Regions from separate parts of the Gossypium hirsutum genome. Here region 2 is linked to region 1. Evidence: chromatin contacts called from public Hi-C data. All regions are on one chromosome and are shown on one strand. The core of a region is the stretch at or near the end of the contact, and the rest is flanking DNA. Distances in the headings are between cores, read along the strand shown. Region 1 has its middle 16 kb from the start of LOC107920691. Region 2 holds the start of LOC107927739 (VQ motif-containing protein 22).

Region 1 (2,777 bases), core at 275-2,774:
GTTTGTGTTTAAGATAGAAATTGTTATAGTTTTAAGGTATGTTTGCATTGACAACGATGTTATGGAGCTCAGCGACCTACAATTTTCATCTGCCATGTGAATATAGAGTCATCACCTTGAGAAGTCGGATCGCATCGCAACTCAAAGTTTCAGTTGACAGTAATTATACTGTCCTGAGTTGAAGTTTTACTAGGGCTTCAATTTTACAAAGGTTATGCTATCAAGTGATGAAGCATATATGAACCCTAGTTGGCAGTGGTTATGCGGCCACGACAACGAGTTTTACCTCATCAAAGGAGAATGTTTTATAAAACTCAACAAAAGTTAAAGACGAAAAATATAGGGGTCTTTGAGTATAATCAAGTAATTCATTTTATGCATAATCACCAAAGGCGACGAGCTTGTTACTATAATCTGTGACAGAGTTGGGGGTAACAAGATCTCGGGCAGGGACGAGTTATTGTGCGGTGCAAAAAAGAGGAATAATTAACTAATTGAAATTAAATAATTTAATAATATTTTCTTACTATTTGTAAATTAAACACCGGAGATATGTTTGTCATCCAGACGAATAAGCTAATTTGTTATTTTACAAATTATAATGAATCAAATAAAACCCAAGAGAATAGGATTCAGAGAAAGACTTAAAACGAAATTATTGAGAGAATTGAAAATTAAAAAATGAGTTTAAAAAATTTTTTTTAAAAAGAAGTTTGGAAGGGTTTATATAGAAAAATATATGGTTGTTGGGGTATTAATGTAGCTGTTGGAATTGTGACCGTTAGGGGAAAAATTACTGTTGACATAAAAACGTGTCCTGTAGAATGTGTTTTATTTATCTTTTTAAAAACAATATATCTCGATAAAAATATAAAAAAAGACATAAATCTTTAAATATCTAAAAAATTCAGCATATTTCTTTAATTTGGCTAGAAGTAATGTTTTCTTTTAGATGGTTTGAAGTTTGAACAGATCCACCCGTCTTATTGGGTTAATGTTGAATTTGAAAACTAAAGCGTCGTCTATCGAAGGAATTAAGAATTTGGTAGTATAGTTAATTAGGAAAGGCTGATATCAGGCAGTGCTGCCACTGAGTCAATCCCCTCTAATTAATTTATTCCAAATTTTTACTTTGTCAATACCCCAAACTTTTAGTTTTTTAACACTAGTTACATCGGTTAAAGAATTATGGATGCATGCATATTTTACTTTTTCTATTTTTTAAAAAATAGTATAGTTAATGGTATAATTAGATAGTGTACATGACGCATTATGTTTATCTCTTACTAATATATAAAGACTAAATTTTAATAATAAAATAATAATAATTTTTTCTTTAATTTATTGTACATTAATTTTTTTTTTAATACTGGAAACCAAAATGCATTACGAAGGGCCTCCATCGAAATGGCATATATATCTTGCTTAAAAGTCATTGCAGAAATGAATATTTAAGTGGTAGGGACATCTGACTGGAATTTAATCCCATGTTGACCAATAATAAATGGATACATAGAGCCAAGGGAAGATGGAAGGAAATTATATTCCAGCCCAACACACAACGATGAGATTGGAGGTGGACTGGTTTGTACGTATTTGGTTTTCTATTTTCATTGCTTTCCAAAGCATTCTTCTGACCACTTTGTACTTTCAAACCAACATCATTAAATTATACTATGGAGTATGTGTGGAAATTTCTACCAAACGTTTTCACTCACATTCACAATTAAAATTACTCAGTGAGTCGAGTTGGGTGTATATAAGATATTTAGATTATTTTTTTAAGTTTTAGCTTAGTTTAAAAAATGAGTTTGTTTTTTTTATTTAAATCGATTTGTTTTAGGAAAAGTAAATTCAAACTCAATCTAGTTCTTTCATATTTAATTTTCTTAAAATTAATTTTATTTAAAATTAACTTTTTTAACAATATATAATACGTACTAAAAAAAGATTAAAATAAAATTTTTTAATGCATTAAAAAAATATTTATATTCAAAAATACCATAAATATAATAAATATTTTATTATATTAAAAAAACACAAATAAATATAATAAATACTTTATTTTATTAAATTTAAAATTTAAAATTTTATATTTTATATTTTAATTTGGGTTATTTAGTTAGATAATTTTTTTAAATCTTATGTAATCGATTTAATTATAATTGAATTAGTAGTTTAATATAAATATATATAATTATTACTTAACATATATAATTAATATAATATTATTTTATAACACAATATTCAAGCCGAACTTGAGTTAAAAAAATTTTACCTAAAATTCAACTCATATAAAAAACAAATCTTAAATTTTATTTAATCTAATTTTTCAGATATTATATTTTATACAAATCCTTTCATTTTTCGATCATAACTTCCAACCTCTGGGTGGGTAAGTTTATTCACAACCAACATCTCTTTGCAGCAGCAAAAAGATCTCTGACGTAATAACTATATCATTTTATATTTTTATAACTATATATTAAATACTATTTAAACTGTTAATAATCAATTTTTTTAACTCACATATTTTTTTAAAAGATATTAAATGCTATTTAATTTTTTTATAATCAACTTTTTATAGCTCGCATATTTTTATGAGGCAATTATATTCCATTAAACACTTTAATTGCATTTAAAATGTTAATAACTAATATATTAATGTGATTTTAACAGATTAAATATCTAATTTTACCCCAATTATAATTGTTTTTAATTAACTGATTAGTTAAAGGATTAAGGGTGTAAATTGTAAAAAGCTCTTAAACTTTAAA
Region 2 (2,704 bases), core at 166-2,665, 79 kb after region 1:
GTTTTCATTGGTTCAGTGTGCAACCTTATATATCATCGTTGTTAACTTTTTAGAGAAAAACAATAAAATAAAAATAAATTGTACATGCATGAGATTCATGGTCATCAATTATTAATCCATTGCCATAATTTATTGGGTTTCTTCCTTATCTTGTTGTTGGTTGTGGATGATATCATAAACTTGTACGATGGGAGTGTCCTGTAGCAAAACTATACTAGTGTTGTGTATGTATATGGTCGTTTGTTTATTTTAGCTCCGATGCCCAACGAAGTGAGATAGCGCGATGGATTCAAATTTGAATGAAGGAAAAGTAAAGCCCCTTGATGGGGTTAGATTTATACAATAACCCTTATTTTTGTTTGCGCTGCTATATTACATTCCTATATGAACAAATTTATAGTATTGTCTGAAGAAGAAGACACTGCTTCAATGTTTATTGTTCATATCCTTCAAAGATCAAAGTAAAGAAATTGTAGTTCCTGTTTCCTTGTCTATGATATGGATACAGACAAAAGATATACTAAATAAATTCAAGTACTTGAATAAAGACATCAAAAGTAGGTGATGAATGGGTAGATTAAGTAAACATAAATCCTTACAAGAAGTACTTGCCATCATTTGCATTTTCATTGGTGTAAGGGACGTCCCTATTAAACGCCTGCAAAGAAATATTATCCAAGTCAAAATCGTGGAGGATCTGATCGGCGTTAGCTCTACTGCTAGAAGAGCTAAAGTAGGCATCGGGGTGAACATTGGGGAATGATACCGCATGATGTTGTTGATGACTTGGTGGATAATAATAATCGTTGGCAGCGGCTGGCATTACGGAACTTGCAGTCCCGCTCTGATTTTGATCACTCCCGAGAGCAAAGTTCAAGTTGATAGGGCCTCTTCTGTTGTTGGTTGAAAGGGGTGGTGTTGTAGGACAACCAGTAAATCGTTGCACTAAGGCTCGAAAATTGCTGGCGTCAGCATTGAGAAGGGTGGTGGGTGTTTTCTTGGAAGCTCTTGCCCGCCTTCTTATTGGCTTTGGGGAAGAACCCTTTGCCAACTGATCATCTCTTCCTGAGCTAAGGTTCAGCTGGTTGCTCTCCGAAGAGGCTACAATAGTGGCATCAACATCAGAGAATCCCAAGGATGATGATGCCGACATTTCATCCATACTTTGTTCATAGAATTGCATCCATTCACTGGAGGTTCCCGTAGAGGAGTTCATGGAAAGGAATAATATCAATTCACTGATTTTCGCTGCTATTTTTTTTTTTTGGGGGGGGGGGGAATTCTTTGATTATAGAAAGGAACAACTTTTAGCTTCAATTTGTTCATACATATATACTAGTGACAGATAATGTCTGGTCAAAGTAAACAGGTATACTCTTGACCCTGCTTACAGAGAAGATTAAACTGCTTGAGCCCAAAGCAGAGCAGCTTCCTGGAAACAACGTGTGTTAATATCAATTATCAAATGGGTCATCATCAACATATCACATGCCTATAGGCTAAGTTTAGACCTTTGCTTTTGGTGGGTCTTTGCTTCTCGGTCAACCTATTGCTTGAAAATAACAAATGAATTTAAAGTGTGGTTATTTTCCTCCGTTTTTCTTCTCCATTAAGTTGCATGTATACATAAGAACATGACGATACATGTCTTACACGATCAAATATAGATGAGTTTGAATTGAATTGAATTGGTGAGAGGCAATTCCCAGTAAAGGAGGCTGAATTTGCCCAAACAACATGCAAGATTGGAAATTGTAGGTTTTGAAAAGTCAGCATACCAAATATACCGGCTAGCTACATAATAAAAATGGGCAAGCTTCTAGATTCATATTTTCCACATTGCCCTCTTACATCAGTCCTATTCCATGCCAATCTCATGATAAATACATCCAAAATCAGTTTCTATCAAACCCAAACACAGAAACAAGTAATTATAGCTTGCTGGCTATTTCTGAGTTGCTGCCATGGGTTTCTCGTGAAGTAGAAAAATAAAGAAAGTTTGCAGTCCAGGGCATATTGATAATGAAGATGACATAACGGATAGCAAGTAGAATAAGAAACCATATATACTAATAATTGTTGAGATTACATTATGGTCATATTTACAGAAAAAACATAAAATAGTACTACTTGATTAATATAATATAAGGGAATTGTAGCTCGTGCGAATACTAGTTTTACTTTAAGGATGCCAATTCGACTTCTTTTTTCTAATATTATTAGGAACTCAGATGGGATTTATTGCTTGTTAAGCAAGCTGATGAGATAAGATTACTAATGAGTGGTATTTTCAGCAGGGGAGTCAGTCAAAAGAAAGGAAATAAATGCTGAATTTTGATATTTGTTTGTTTGGCTTGTCAGATGAACTCCATTTTATTTGCTTTATTTTCCATATTCGTTATACTCATTATTAACCCAAAATGCATTGGTTGTATGAATGGGAAAAGATGGGGGGGAAATTTCGCTTCTTTTATTGAAGTGTGGAAACGACGACTATTACTATATTCTTTTGTTTTGACCATCACCAAATTAAGAAAATGGATGATGGTAATTGGTCAAAGATGAACAGTATGGAATTAAGATAGAAGTTGACCAAGTGTTAATCACTCCTCTCTGCCTCTTTGTATGTGGCTTTACACTATCTACCATGTGACTCAGATTAAATGCCTTCAACCTACAACGGCTTATCCCTTTCGAAGAAACA

What was found. Hi-C and Micro-C count contacts between places; a contact is called where the count stands out from the background.
Region 2: a contact with region 1 is called in a Hi-C map of leaf, with 2.1 times the contacts expected there. The contact joins the promoter of LOC107927739 here to the enhancer-like site in region 1. A contact is called at or near these places in 8 of 34 Hi-C or Micro-C datasets (cotyledon, fibers, hypocotyl and 2 more).

The regions. Positions count from the first base shown.
Region 1 is chrA12:9,632,762-9,635,538 of Gossypium_hirsutum_v2.1, forward strand. No RefSeq gene overlaps it. Among protein-coding and RNA genes, the nearest start is that of LOC107920691, 16 kb to the left of the region's middle. Within about 2 kb of position 1,525, at least 2 of the 9 cell types and tissues checked have an H3K27ac peak or open chromatin away from gene starts, as enhancers often do. A contact at or near this core is called in leaf, where this site is marked.
Region 2 is chrA12:9,711,457-9,714,160 of Gossypium_hirsutum_v2.1, forward strand. It overlaps LOC107927739 (VQ motif-containing protein 22), which reads right to left and starts at 1,416. Exons shown (of 2, transcript XM_016858844.2): 1 at 767-1,416; 2 at 301-658. The coding sequence starts at 1,216. The coding sequence ends at 596.